Linked DNA regions of Mus musculus: regions 2, 3, 4 and 5 are each linked to region 1. A link is a contact called in public Hi-C, HiCAR-type and HiChIP or PLAC-seq data. All regions are on one chromosome and are shown on one strand. Each heading gives the region's core, a stretch centred on a gene start, on an enhancer-like site or on the middle of the called end of the contact. The rest is flanking DNA. Distances are from core to core; before and after follow the strand shown.

The links. Hi-C and Micro-C count contacts between places; a contact is called where the count stands out from the background. HiCAR-type assays count read pairs that join an accessible place to other places. HiChIP or PLAC-seq counts read pairs in DNA pulled down with a chosen protein or histone mark.
Region 2: a contact with region 1 is called in an H3K4me3 HiChIP or PLAC-seq map of bone marrow-derived macrophages, with 5 times the contacts expected there. The contact joins two enhancer-like sites. A contact is called at or near these places in 4 of 484 Hi-C or Micro-C datasets (bone marrow-derived macrophages, muscle stem cells and pancreatic cancer cells), 6 of 115 datasets of contacts at active chromatin or transcription factors (bone marrow-derived macrophages, embryonic basal ganglia, embryonic stem cells and 2 more) and 1 of 9 other capture datasets (embryonic stem cells).
Region 3: an H3K27ac HiChIP or PLAC-seq map of embryonic stem cells shows a contact between it and region 1, with 3 times the contacts expected there. The contact joins two enhancer-like sites. A contact is called at or near these places in 2 of 15 datasets of contacts at CTCF or cohesin (the NIH/3T3 cell line and large pre-B cells), 5 of 484 Hi-C or Micro-C datasets (the HPC-7 cell line, bone marrow-derived macrophages, embryonic stem cells and 2 more), 5 of 115 datasets of contacts at active chromatin or transcription factors (bone marrow-derived macrophages, embryonic basal ganglia, embryonic stem cells and 1 more) and 1 of 9 other capture datasets (embryonic stem cells).
Region 4: a HiCAR-type map of kidney shows a contact between it and region 1, with 2.8 times the contacts expected there. The contact joins two enhancer-like sites. A contact is called at or near these places in 4 of 15 datasets of contacts at CTCF or cohesin (the NIH/3T3 cell line, embryonic stem cells, large pre-B cells and 1 more), 31 of 484 Hi-C or Micro-C datasets (the C2C12 cell line, Sertoli cells, bone marrow-derived macrophages and 2 more), 8 of 115 datasets of contacts at active chromatin or transcription factors (bone marrow-derived dendritic cells, cardiomyocytes, embryonic basal ganglia and 5 more) and 1 of 9 other capture datasets (embryonic stem cells).
Region 5: a contact with region 1 is called in a Hi-C map of the C2C12 cell line, with 4 times the contacts expected there. The contact joins two enhancer-like sites. A contact is called at or near these places in 2 of 15 datasets of contacts at CTCF or cohesin (large pre-B cells and pro-B cells), 25 of 484 Hi-C or Micro-C datasets (B cells, the C2C12 cell line, the G1E-ER4 cell line and 13 more), 13 of 115 datasets of contacts at active chromatin or transcription factors (DN3 thymocytes, bone marrow-derived macrophages, cardiomyocytes and 10 more) and 1 of 9 other capture datasets (embryonic stem cells).

What each region holds. Positions count from the first base shown.
Region 1 is chr10:94,989,970-94,992,729 of GRCm38.p6, forward strand. No RefSeq gene overlaps it. Among named protein-coding and RNA genes, the nearest start is that of Gm40744, 30 kb to the left of the region's middle. Within about 2 kb of position 1,437, at least 149 of the 459 cell types and tissues checked have an H3K27ac peak or open chromatin away from gene starts, as enhancers often do. A contact at or near this core is called in B cells, the C2C12 cell line, the G1E-ER4 cell line and 10 more, where this site is marked.
Region 2 is chr10:95,366,327-95,369,086 of GRCm38.p6, forward strand. No RefSeq gene overlaps it. Among named protein-coding and RNA genes, the nearest start is that of 2310039L15Rik, 31 kb to the left of the region's middle. Within about 2 kb of position 1,440, at least 21 of the 459 cell types and tissues checked have an H3K27ac peak or open chromatin away from gene starts, as enhancers often do. A contact at or near this core is called in bone marrow-derived macrophages, where this site is marked.
Region 3 is chr10:95,347,017-95,349,776 of GRCm38.p6, forward strand. All of the region lies in intron 1 of 2310039L15Rik (RIKEN cDNA 2310039L15 gene), which reads left to right. Among named protein-coding and RNA genes, the nearest start is that of 2310039L15Rik, 12 kb to the left of the region's middle. Within about 2 kb of position 1,330, at least 13 of the 459 cell types and tissues checked have an H3K27ac peak or open chromatin away from gene starts, as enhancers often do.
Region 4 is chr10:95,280,391-95,283,150 of GRCm38.p6, forward strand. All of the region lies in intron 2 of Cradd (CASP2 and RIPK1 domain containing adaptor with death domain), which reads right to left. Among named protein-coding and RNA genes, the nearest start is that of Cradd, 42 kb to the right of the region's middle. Within about 2 kb of position 1,436, at least 14 of the 459 cell types and tissues checked have an H3K27ac peak or open chromatin away from gene starts, as enhancers often do. A contact at or near this core is called in kidney, where this site is marked.
Region 5 is chr10:95,263,520-95,266,279 of GRCm38.p6, forward strand. The region is part of intron 2 of Cradd (CASP2 and RIPK1 domain containing adaptor with death domain); the gene reads right to left. Among named protein-coding and RNA genes, the nearest start is that of Cradd, 59 kb to the right of the region's middle. Within about 2 kb of position 1,317, at least 160 of the 459 cell types and tissues checked have an H3K27ac peak or open chromatin away from gene starts, as enhancers often do. A contact at or near this core is called in B cells, the C2C12 cell line, the G1E-ER4 cell line and 10 more, where this site is marked.

The sequences.
Region 1 (2,760 bases), core at 187-2,686:
TATGGTGTTCCAGCTGCACGCCCACAAGATTCCTGGACTCTCACAACCCAACAACACCACTCATTATCCCCATCCCCACCCACCTCTCAGAATGATCCCAGCACATTCTCTGGTGACCTGTTCACCCCTTTAGACGGTGCGGTGCTCCCTCAAAGCCTGTCATGTGCACACCCTGCCCTTACTGCCTTTTCTGTATTCTACCAGCTGCTTACTGATGTATAACTACTGCAATGGTGCAGTTACACCCTCTCGTTCTGGAAGCTCTTTGTGAGTTCAGGTCCTTGGGCCTTACTTATAGAGTCTGATTTAGTAAGAACAAAGGTAGGGTCAGGGATATATAGTCTTAGATGCCCCCTATCCCAGTAAACAAAACAAAACAAAACAAAACAAAAAACCAACCCATGACCAAGGCCTCTCAGCCCAGTGCTTTGTCTGTGGATTAAGAGCTACAACTAGAGTTGCCTAACATCTTCTGACCACTTGATAGTTCCTGAGCTGTATCGAGCCCTGTCTATGCAGGCACACCACTAACTCTAGGTTTAAACCACTGACGACTCCATTTTACGCTGTGAACACAGGGGTACAGGGAGCCATCAGTCTGTCCAAGGACACTGTGCCTCCCATCCAAAGCCTGTTCTCAATGCTACGTTTTCCTTTGTCGTCTGCCTGCATGGTCCTGCTGGCCAGATGGCTTTTGTTCTCCAAGTGGCCAACCCCCTCCATTTTTCTGTGGCTTCTGAACACATTGCATAGCTATCAGCTTAAATCCCCTCCAATTGGTTAATCATAGTTTTATAGACCAGCACAGACAGCCTGAGTCCTCTCTCTGTGGTGTTGCAAAGCTAAACTCAGGCGTCAGCTGGGACTTGGTTTTTCGCAAAGCAAGCTTTGGCTTCTCTCCCAGCGCCCTGGCCACTGTCAGAACTCACTTTCTCACAGTTTGGCTCTCAGCTCTCTCCCGGCTAGCCAAATTCCTAATGAACAACCAATCAGAGAAAACTCCACAAGAGTCCTTTTGAGTCTCCAATCTCTTCTGCCAGGAACATTCCAGTCCCTTTAAAGTGTTCAGCTGATTGGGCGAGGCCTGCCTTGGACAAGCTTTAGATTTTTAAGATTGGCAGACCCGGGGATCTTAACCACACCCACAGATTCTCTTCCCAGCAGCCCTCAAGTTCATTGTTTGAACAACGGAGTGGAAGGATGTGTACATTGTGGGCTGTCAATCCACTTTTATTCTGTCACGCTACTTGACCTCCAGGACCCAGCTCAAGTGGTGACTGCTCTCCTCCATCCACAAATCACACACACACACTCCATTTTTCCAGTGGACTATGGTGTTTTTTAAATAAAACACTCCCCCAAACCCGGGTCCATTTTCTGCACCAACCTAGGCTGTTTCTAGAGAGCAGGAGCCTAGACTGGGACATCTGTGTTCCCAGTACCTAGGAGAGCGTCTAGCTTAACACATTCGCTGCTAGAACGATGTGCCAGTTGAGCAAGCTCTCCAGATAAGAGCGTTTCTTTCGGAATCACGTAGGACAATGCTTGCGGGGAAGTGCTAGAAACCTTCAGCGAGGCTGTCTTTGATTCCCCAGGTCTTTGAAGGCAAAGATGAGCTCCAGTTTACTTAAAGCTCCTCTGAGCAGAAGCCTCGGCAACGGTGAGGCGGGTGGACCACTAGGTGTCACTCAAGATTCAATAAAGAGACGCAGGTCCTTAGAAAGCCATTTCTACCTTCCCTGGGGGAGGAAAGTGCTTAGGTGGTCCCCAGCCATTGTTTCTGTTGGTTCACGATCCCTCATTAGCCGCTGTTCTCTCTCTGCGGACGGACGCATTCTGGGTCTAAAATAGGACACCAGGCAGGCACCACGAGAGTTGGAACCTCCCGACTGTCGAATACAGCCTCGCAGTTTTATAGACAGGCAACTGACGTGTGTGTGTGTGTGTGTGTGTGTGTGTGTGTGTGTGTGTGTGTGTGTGGCTTTAGGGTGTGTCTGAGTTCCCTCCTACTCAAAAGTGTCTGAGATCTTTCTCAGGACCAAGACCCCTAGCTCCGGAGCTCTAGAGCCCAAGATGAGGAAGGTAATAGGGAACAAAAAAAGTAATAATCGGCCGTCTTTTTCTTAGAAACGAAGGCCTCAGGAGTGGGGGGACACTGTCTCCTTGGGATCAAGGACTGCAATTAGCCACCGGGCTGAAGGGAAGGGGCTAAGAGAGGGCTTGTGAGGAACAGCTCCTTGGCTTGATCTCTGGTTGAGGTTTTTTTTGTTTTTTGTTTTAAATGGCCCTCTAGAAGTGAAATCTAGGCATAGGGCTCACCAACTGCCAGGTTGTATTTTTCTTCACCCTCGGCAGAGGGCGCCCTTCCCCCGTCTCAGCTCCCTGCTGGGCCAAGGCCTGAGGCCAGCCCGAATCTTTACCCAGCCGTCTTGTGAAGCACCAGGGGCCAGCTGGCTCATTACACTGAGATAATTCCGGACACACTTATGTTTGACCTTGGACGCGGTCTTGAGATGTTCTACCCCTTTGGCCCCTGTGGTTCTAGGGCACATTGCTATCTTAAGTGAATATTGATTTGCCTTTCTTGGTGCTCCTGGGAAATGAGAGGTTACCCCACTGAGAAACCAGTTAAAGAAAGCTTGTTCGGAATGGAGAGTCCTGCCGGGCTTCATACACACACACACACACACACACACACACACACACACAGAGAGAGAGAGAGAGAGAGAGAGAGAGAGAGAGAGAGAGAGAGAGAGAGAG
Region 2 (2,760 bases), core at 190-2,689, 380 kb after region 1:
TTTTCACCCATTATTAATCTCTCTTCTATTCCCTTTCCCCTCACCTAGTGTCCTAGGGTGATTGTGGGTGGGTGGGCAGGTGGATGGTTGTGGGGGTGGGGATAGATGGACGAATGGGTTTTATAAAGGTATTCTTCCACCGGTGTATACCAGAAGACACTTTCAACTCTTCCACAACAAGATGGATTAGCTTACAAAACAAATTAGATTCACAAGCTGAGTCTATTGGATGTAATTACAGCTGTGGAGTGTAACCATCCTTTCTAGGCATTCCCTGAAGACAGCAGCTCTCCTCAAAGCAATTCCACCGAAAGAAATCCGCCTCCAAAATGTTGCTCCTGACAACCTTGATACTGAGTAGATATTGAATGGAATGAGGATGCCGCATAGTCAAACGTCCAGCAACAGAAAAATCCCTTGAAGTAACTTACACCCCTAGAGTTACTATGAGAGAGCCAATGACATGTGCCATGGCAGTGTTCACAGCAGCCAGGTGAAGCAATCTGCCTGGGTTCCCATTAATGGGTGATACAGAAAGTGTGCTGCCAGTACCTGATTATTTAGTCATAAAGAACAAAATACCATTCGCAGGATAATGGATGAAACTGGAGCTCATCAGATTATGTGAAGTAGACCAGGCTCAGAACCACAATCATCACACACGTTCCCTCACATATGGAGTCTGGTTTTCTTTCTTGAGGCATAAAAGTAAAAGAAATGTTATTTGGGAAGAATAAGCACACCTAGGGTGGGGGAAAAGGAAAGATAAAAAAGAAAGTTCTGATGGGGTGAAAATGAGCCAAGTACATTGTAGACATGAACTCATGACTATACACAATTGATATATGCTAATTGTTTTGAAAGTGCTATTTATATAGCTTGGATAATAAATACTCATTGTCCAATATTCAATGGGAGAAAAAAGGGTACAAGTTTGTGGCGCATGTGTAACAATGTACCGTCTAAGTGAGTTTTTCTTAAACATTAAAAGACACCAAATAACTGACTGTACTGACCCGTGCCTGCCCAAGTGCTTCAGACGAAGTGACAGGAGACAAACAAAACCCAGATTCTCCAAAGCCTTAAAGAGCTGGGGTGCTCTTAAATAATTACATTATAAAGAAACAGATGGCTGCAAATTAAAATACACTGCGTTCTGTCTCCAGCCAGTCAGAATGGCAGGCATCAAGAAAACAAACAGCAAACACTGGCCACATTCGGACAAAGGGAGCTCTTCTATACCCCTGGTAGGAAGGTAAACTGGTCCAGTCACTGAGGCAATCAGTATCGAGGTCTCTCAAACAACTAACTAGGGCATGAGCCACTTCTAGGTGTTTCCCTGAGGGACTTGGGAAACCATCACAGAGGTACCTGCACGTCTGTGGTTATCGGCAGCTCTAGTCTACAGTAGCTGATTACGAAGTCAGCACAGAGGCATGAATAAAGAGAGTGTGGTCTATCTACACAACGGGAACATGAAGTTACGCTGCTCGTGTGGAAGTAGATATGACTGGAGACGATCCAATTAAACGAATTCAGCCAGCTTCAGAAAGAAAAAAAAAATAGAACATGTTTTCTTTCATTTGTGGTTCCTGGATTTTTTTTTTTTTTTATAGATACATGAAATCATGTATGAATATCTGACCTACAGGCAGAAGTGAAACTGTCTTGGGGAAGAAATGAAACTAACAGGAGGCGGGAAAGGAGGGGGTAGGGGCTTTAGGGGAATATGCTCAACATATAATATATATTATATCAATTTTTATTTAAAAAATTTAAAAAAATTAAAATTAAGAGTTAGAGAAATTTCTCCATGGTTAAATCTGTGTCCTGCTCTTGTAGAGGACATGAGGTGGGTTCCCTGTACACTCGTTGGGCGGCTTATGTTGGTTATAGCTCCAGTTCCCGGTTGAATCCAATACCTCTGATCACTGTAAGCATTTGCATTCACATACACATACCCACACGGGAGATGCATGACTACAAACAATAGAAATAAATCTAGACACCCTACACAATAGCGATGAAGGAGAGCAACAGTTGGTGATTGGAGTATGAATGGCGTTAGATTGTCACTATAATATTCAGCCGGCGGAAGCTGCCTTCCTCTGTGGACCCTATGTAGGCTAAAAGCCACCGAGGCCGAAACAGACTCTGCTCAGGGATTCGGCAAGCAGACAGACATTTCCGGGAATGACCAGAGCGGGGGGAGGGGGGGCTACGGGGTGTGTGTGTGTGTGTGTGTGTGTGTGTGTGTGTGTGTGTCTATGTTTAACTTGTTCATATAAACATGTTTAGCTTGGTCCAATGAAAAAAATCTGGGGCCTCATTTGTAGTCTTGGCTCCACAATTCCACGTTACTGGGGTCCGTTACTCTCAAAGGTCTCAGGATCTTTAACCAAACACACACGGGGTCGATGTTATATCTTGTAAAATTTCTGTGAGGTTTAAAGATTATTGCTTTCCCCTTGTTGTTTTTGAGATAGAGCCTCACATCTGTAGCCCAGGCAGGTCTAAAATGCACTGTAGACCAGGCTAGTTTCACGTTCATGGCACGCCTCCTGTCTTATTATCCTGAGCACTGAAGTTACGGTTGTGAGCCACACATCTGACTGCAGGTTTGTAGAGGGTACTTTCGTTCACCTTACTGAGGCTTGTGAAACTTTTTTTGTTTGTTTGTTGTTGTTGTTGTTGTTTTTGAGACAGGGTTTCTCTGTGTAGCCCTGACTGTCCTGGAACTCTGTAGATCAGGCTGTCCTC
Region 3 (2,760 bases), core at 80-2,579, 360 kb after region 1:
CCCCATTCAGAACTTGAAGCGCTTGGGTCTGGAAGATGAACTCCTGAGCCTCACAAAGAAAACTTGAGAAGCTTTTCTGGCTCACTGAGAGCCAACCAAATGCTAGATTCCAGCCAGTGACTCCCCATATTAGTTCTCTAACAACAAACTGACATTTCTTGCCTGTGTTCTCTAGCGTTCTATAATTTTATTCTTAGGGAGACCACGGCAATTTCTCCTAACTGAGACCTCACACTTGGTGAAAACTGGGCGATGATTATACAAGGGCTCATTAACAAAAGCCCAAGCGGACAACTCTCTAATTAATGTCTGGGTTCTGGTTTATGCAGTGATGGGTTTCATTCTTCCTCTTCAGTTTCAAAAAAGATGGGATTGCAAAGGTTATGACAAAACTGGCCAATAAAAAATGCTCTGAAGCACAGAGAGGAAGGCTGGGTTTGGGCAACGCATGGCGAACCCTTAAAAAGTTTTAATTTCTGTTTCTGGGCTACCCTGTCAGTTCTCCAGAACCTTTTAGTCCCTTGAGGCTGGCTCTGTTTGGAACTGCTATTCCATTTATTCTTATTACTAGAAAACACACTCTGAGTTATGTGTGGTCGTATGAAAACACAAACATCCACTCATGTAAAGAGTCCTTCCTTGGGGCTGGTGAGATGGCTCAGTGGGTAAGAGCACCCAACTGCTCTTCCTAAGGTCCAGAGTTCAAATCCCAGCAACCACATGGTGGCTCACAACCATCTGTAATGAGATCTGATGCCCTCTTCTGGTGTCTGAAGACAGCTACAGTGTACTTAATTATAATCAATAAATAAATTATAAAAAAAAAAAAAAGAGTCCTTCCTTTGGGCTGCCTGGATGATGCAGTTTGAAGTTTCATAGGCTTAAAAAAAATAAATACTTTTGAAAGTCATGATGCATCATATTTGAGTCATAACTCAACAAACCATAGAAGAAATGCAACGGCCCGTGGAGACTTGGGGAGGAAATGTTTGTGTCCATCAGTAATCCCAGACTGTAAACAAGAGTGGCTGAGGAAGTATTTGTCTCCCATCAAGCTAAAAATTTCAATTACATTTTTTAAGGGGAAGGGCATGCGTGTATCACAGCACTTAAATGGAAGTGGAGGGACAACTTTGAGGAGTCAGTTCTGTGTTTCCACCACGGGGCTGTGTTGGGAACAAGCAAAAGAAGAAACTTTAAGTACTACCATTAAGTTTTCAGACTCCATTAAATCATGGGGAGAAATTAAATTCAAGGTCCCGGTCCTAGAGGAGCTGGGCACTTCCCAATAGCTGAACAGCTTCTGCTGTAAACTGTTATCTGAGTCCAGACATCTCAGGGACAACTTGTAAGGGGACAGTTGTCTGAGTCCAGACATTTCAAGGACACCTTGTCCATCTTGCTGGCAGGGTTAAACAAGTTCATGTTGCCAGGCCTAGGAATGAGCACCTATCCCACCTCTTAGTTGTCTGTTAACCGGTAGAGAGTAGAGAAATTGCTGTTATCTAAACAAAGGTGCATAAGTTATAAAAATACATAACCTATTGCCTGTTATGTGATAGTTAACTACATGCAGCTGACCTGCTCCATTGTCCCCTTATCACTTTGAGCACCAGACACTGTCTAGGAGAATGAATTAAGGACCTTGAAGGTGCCCTGGATACAGCTCGGTCTCTAAGGGGTACCCCCATAACGTCAAAACACAGTTGGATAACACCACAGCTGTTCCCCCACCTGCCACTTTGTGTTCCCAGCCTTTGAAAATGTACAATCTCCCTATGGGGACACAGTTCAGAACCCAAACTAACTGCTTTCCTGAGAGTTCAGAATATAAAGTTTTCATTTTTAAGCTTCTGTCTCTGAAATGAGTTTTCTCAGCTTCCATCCCAAAGCCAACAGGGACAGGGATCAAACTTTGTCATCAAGTTTGGTGGCAAGGACCTTTACCCACTGAGCCTTCTCAGGAACTGACTCGCCTAAATTAGAGAAGTTTTTCATAAAAGAAACTGGAGGAGGGGAAACATTTATCAATGTATATTGTATTTTTTAAAAAAAGATGTTTTTTTTTCAGTTTAAAAAAGAAAGAAAGGTGTCTCAACTGTGAATTGCAAGCTGAGTGTGTGTAGTCTCTCTACTTTAGCCACATCCTGGATTCTATAATGTACACGATGTAATTCTGTCCAGGAGGCATTAGGGAGAAGAGTTGGGTGCGACCAGGCAGTTCCTTCCTGGAGAGGTTTGGTTCTCCATCCTCCTTCCTCACCTCGGATCCATTTGCATATCCCTTGACTCTGGAATTTTCCTTGTAAGGATTCCTCTTAAAGGAAATAAAGGAGCTGGGGAGATGGTTCAGAAGTTAAGTGATGCTCTTGCTGAGGACCTGAGTTTGGTACCCAGCTCTCCTGTTCTCGAGCTCACGGCTACCTGGAACTCTAGCACCAAGAGGATCTGACACCTCTGGCCTCCAAGGGCACCACACTCATACACAAACTCACAGTCAGACACACGTGCGTGTGCATGATCAAAAACAAAACAAGAAAATCTTCCAAATATAAATAATCAGAGATGTGGGCAAAGATTTGCATTCACAGATGTTCATCTCAGAATCACACCACAAGGAAGGTTTCATTATAGTTTTACTATAATCATAGTAATAATCATAATAAGAATGCTTAATGATTGGATATGCTTAGCGATGGCGTATCTTTCAAGCTCTTACATACTTCATTTTACAGTCTCCTGGAGGTAACTGGGAAATCC
Region 4 (2,760 bases), core at 186-2,685, 290 kb after region 1:
TCCCAGTCAGGGGCTCCCAAGGAGAGAAAGAGGGGAAGAGGAGAGGAGAGGGATCAGGAGGATGCACCATGAGCAGGTTGCCAAGGGAGTCACCGTAATGCTTCATGTGGAGCAGAAGGAGCCAGGGCAAGGCTCAGATGGCAGGGAATGCCAAGTGGCTGGGAAGTAAGCCAGGCCAAGCATACTCTAGTTAGAATAGATAAACCCAGGCCAGCTATAGTACAAGAAACTCACTAATAGAAAGTACCTAGTTTCTGTCTCATTTCAGAGCAGGAGCGGGCATAGAAGAGCCACGTACTGTTGAGGTTTGGTCTGTTGCTATGTATTATATGCTAAATTTTGTATATTCAAGATGAGTGAATTCTCATGTATACCAGCTTATGTTGGGCAAACATTACTCTGTAATTTAAAACTGTTGGTTGAATAAAATTGGCGACAGTCAATTACTGGAGGAAATAGAGGTAGGTGGGTTTTCAGTTACATGGCTGGGGGTCACAGGAAGAGAAGAGGGAGAAAGGGCACGGAGGAGGAAGCCACCATGAGGGGAGATGGCCAAGAGAAACAGCAGGTATCTGGGGTACACTGCTGGGGAGGGTAGCCAGCATAGCAGTTAGAAAAGTAGATTATGGGTCACTCCCCAGTCAAATATTGGTCAAAGCCAAATAAAATAACCACAGTCCGAGTCTCATTCGTTTGTAAGCTAGACAGGGATAAGTTTAAATTAACTACACCGTACATTACAGATTTGCTCTTAGATACATCATCTCTCTAATAGACACGGTGCACTACTGGATAAAAACAAAAGCAGGCAGCACGGATGGCACAATGCACCAAGCGCACAGGGAGGAGGGCCCAGAAACAAGTGCGTTCCTTGCAGATACTCATGGCAGCCAACTGCTGGACCCCTTTGCTGTGAAGCAAACCGACAACTATGCTCAAATGATACAGGCGGTAATGATCATAGGACCTTATCATTTACAGGGAACAGGGGTTGGTCTATATTGTGTTAGTTGGATAAGGGAAGTTTCAAACAGTATCCCCCCTTTTTCAGATTTATTTATTTGATGTGTGTGTTTTGCCTGCAAGTATATTTGTGCACCACATGTGTGCCTGGTGCCCTCAGAGGTCGGAAAAGTCGACCAGGTTCCTTGGAACTGGAGTTACATGGGCTTGGGAGCTGCCATGCAGGTTTCTGGGAAACCTTCGTATTCTGCCTTTGTCAGATCCCGAAGAATCACAGGACAAAGGGCTAACTGTGGTACTTATTAATATATCACAAAGGGCTAACTGTGGTACTTATTAATCTATCACAAAGGGCTAACTGTGGTACTTATTAATATAGCAGAGCTGGCTGCCTGGCTCTTTTGGCTCTGCGAGCACCTGTAACAGAGCCCAAGCTCCTCTCAACCCTCTCACCCCTGCCCCACCCTAACCTCTCACACCCCTGAGCTTCCCCTCTGTATTAGTCAGGGCTCTCTAGAGTTACAAAGCTTATGGAATGCCTCTCTATATTAAGGGAAGTTACTGTGATGACTTACAGTCTGCAGTCCAACTAGCCCAACAATGGGCAGCTGTGGATGGGAATCCACGAATCTAGTAGTTGCTCAGTCCCATGAGGCTAGGTGATTCACCTGGTCTTTTGTATAAGCTGGAATCCTGCAGGAGTAGATTTCAACAGATGTGCTGGCAAGTCATTGCAAGTAGAGCAAATCTTCCTTCTTCCAATGTCCTTAAGGTAGGGTGTGACCCAGATTAAAGGTGTGTATCACCACTCCTGGATCTGGGATTTGCTTTGTCCCAGGCTGACCTTTGAACTCCCTGCCTCAGCCTCCTGGAATTAAGTCTCATGTACTACCTTGCCTGGGCCTAAGCTTTTCATGACCACAACACCTCAAGATCTATGTCAGACACTTGTGCCTTCCAGCCTCAAGATCTGGATCACAGGCGTGCCCTCCAGTTCTGGATTGGAGTTCATTTCAGATGTCGTCAAGCTGACGACCAGGAAAAGCTACCACATCTTCCATTCCCCGAGCTTCTGATTCCTATATAACCCAGCCATTGTGGCCACCCTCGTTTGTCCCCTTTGGCCTCTTGGTTCCTCTCTTGGCCTCCTCTCTTCCCCCTCCCCCTTATTCTCTCCATGCTCACCCCCTCCCTTCTCATGGCCCAGTTCAGTCTGCTAGTTTCTCCCCCTGATCTGGACTCTTCTGGCTGCCTCTGGCTGCGCGCTCTCTCCCATCAACAATAAAAGCCTCCTCCTCCAGCACACCTGGGCGTGATTACATCCTCGTCTTCATTCCTTCTGCAAGAGCGGCCAGGGCCAGTATCTCGACCGGAGGGTGGGGGGGGTATTTACACTTCATCTTCTTTTGTTGTTATTGTTTTGGGGTTGTAGTTGTTATTGTTTTTGTTTTTAAGACACTGTCTTACTATGTAGCACTCGCTGCCCTAGAATTCACTTTGTAAACCAGACTGGCCTGAAATTCACAGAGATCCACCTGCCTCAGTGCTGGGCTTAAAGGCCTGTGCTGCTACACCAGCCTTACATTTTCTTTTCAAAGACAAAAAAAAAAAAAGTAAAAGGGGGCTTGGTGGGTAAAGGTGCTTGCTCACCAACTTCATGACCTGAGTTCAATACCCAGAACTCACATGGTGGAAAATCCTCTGATCTGCACACATGCCAACATGGGATGCACATGGAAGCACACGTGCACGCGCGCGCGCACGCCACACACACACACACAGACACACACAGATAAA
Region 5 (2,760 bases), core at 67-2,566, 270 kb after region 1:
AAGGTATCCTGGCGCTTGCTAGCCTAATCCATGAGCACCAGGCCAATGAGAGACCCTGTATCAAAGAAGGTAGCAACTGTTCAGAAGTTGTCCTCTGGAGCACACATTAGTAATAGTAATAATAATAATAATAATAATAATAATAGGAGGAGGAGAGCTGGAGAGATGGCTCCATTGTTAAAAGCACTGGCTGTTTTTTCAGAGGAAACAGGTTCAATTCCCAGCATCCATATAGCAGTTAACAAGTATCTATAACTCCAATTCCAGGGGATCTGACACCTTCACACAGACATACATGCAGGTCAAATACCAAAGCACATAAAAAAAAATAATAAATATTAAGTGTCAAATCATTTAAAATGTTAAAATATTACAATATAACATTTCATTACATAACCTCAAAGCACTACCTAGAAACCAAAGATTGTTCCCAATAATTCATAGCACACACAGCCTGGACTGGAACCTAAATGTGAACACAATAGAAAGCTCATTTTTATCATGATTTTCAAATACATCCACACCAATTAAAAATATGCGGAAAAGAGTAATTTTAGCCTTTCATTGTTTAAAGAACAGTTTCTCAGAGAATTCCAGTTAGTGTTCGAAACAACAGTGCAATCATTAGAGTTTTCCAGCGATGGAATTGTGTGCAATCACAACCACAGCAATCAGAAACAGCCAGATTGCTAGAATGTCATAGGGGGGGGGGGGATGACAAGAGGACAACACTCTGGTCCACCTCTAGGATTCTGTAGAATAGTTCTGTAACTCAGTAACAGAATGCTGGGTTTATCGGAGTTCCGGTTCTGTTTCTACTATTAAAGGGCCACGTGAACTCACTCCATCTTAGTTCTCAACCCTATTTTCAGGGCAGCATGGATTATCCCCATTGCGTGAGTCTAAACAGGAATAGCATACAGTCTTTAAAATTTTTAAGGGCAGGCTTTTGTCTACAGGACGCCTTTGCAGAAGCGAGGTTTGAGTGAGGCTTCAGGTCCATGGCGGGAGAGGAGACGCTGGAGAGGCCAGGCCGGCTGTTGGTCATAGGGCTGATAGGGCCCAACACACACCAGTGCTAACACCTGGCTGCAAGCACGGAACCAAAACTCATCTCACACACTAAAACCCCCAGCAAGCTAGTACTGCTGTCTGGGCAAAGCTCTGCGGAGGCCGCTGGAAGAAAGGCGAGTTTCCCGGTATTCCCGAAGCAGTGCCAGTGTTTGTGCAAAGCTCACGTTTCACTCCGGCTTGGGATGGAATGGAGTTTGTTTCCTCAACAGAGTCGAGTTGCCCTGGTTTTGATGGGGTGAGGGCATGTCGATCGCTTCACGGGGTTGCCTTTCCTAATTGCACACAGGCAAACACTCACTCTTCGAAGGGTGCTGTCACCCTCGCGGTGGCAGTGGCGGTGGCGGTGGCGGCGGGGAAAGTCTGCACCCTGGAGCGGGGACGCTGCCTCCGGCTGCAGCCCCCTTAGTCTTAGCCTTATCGCGGCACACACCAGTTCCTAGAGAAGAGATTCCGAGAAAAAACCCCGGGTTCCCTAGAAACATTAAATTAACACAAGGGATCTGGAAACGAAACAGCAGATGCCTGAAAGCCTTCCCCCTTGCTGGTTTCCTGCCTTCTCGGAAAATCTTTGCGTTAAAATAGATTGGATTACCCGACTCGGCCAGATGCAGCTCTAGACCTGCTGAAAGTGCACAGGAAAGCAAGCCGTGTGCCATCTTTTAGAAAGATTTTTTTTTCTTTCCCAGGTGGTAGAAAACTGCCTTCGGGTTGTTGGTATTAGCAAGGACTGGAGGCTGAGTTGCTTGAGTCCCGATAGAAACTTTCCCCAACTCCGACTTGCAAATCTGATAACCCGAGAATGCAACAGAGTAGGGTAAGCGCAAGACTTGCCTTAGTTCCGAGCCTAGGAATAGGATGCCTCGTCCCCTTTTTACTAAGAAGAAAATGTCTGTTTTATTCTGGAATCTACCTTGACCAAAACTATGAAACCAGAATAAAGCTAACAGCATTTCCTGGGAGTCACAGAGGTTGAAGGCATTCTGTCAGGCTTCTCATCAGAATCTCAGAAAATAACTATCTCAGAAAGTAACAAACTAACCCCCCAGGAACCCTGTCTGCATCATCTCGTACTCTCTAAATTCAAGCTACAACTGATAACCACACATCTGAAAAGCAGTCAGCCGTGGGCGCCTAAGTATATTCCATTTCTGAGGCATCTTCCACACACAAATTATTTTTGGTAGCTGAGAATCAGATGCAAAGCTTCCTATGAGCCTTAAGAATTTTAAAGAAGAAATACAGTTTTGACTGTAGCTTCCTTCCTTGATACATTTCACTGGTTTCTTTTGGTAATCCTTACAGAGGGGCTCAAGATCCTTAGGCTCTGTTTTTAACACCGGCCCTTGTTTCTAGTGAATCAGATCATAACCTGTAGTTATAAAAGGATTCTGTGCTTAGCCTGGGCTTGGGTGCTCTGGGTGGAGGAACACATTTCAAAATCCTCTAAACAAAAAGACATGTCTTTGCCTACGCATAAGAACAACAGAACCTATTGTAAAACCCTCAGGCGGACAAAATTACCTCCCCAGAAGCCGCTCTGGGTACTCCTGCATAGAGTATGGAGGAAAAGACAAAGGACAGTTTCATATGGACTTCCCCTCTTCCAACTTTACCGCAGGCCTCAAGAAAGGCAAGGAGGACTCTAAACTGTTTATAAGAAAGCAAAGAAAAATGTTGTAAGGATTA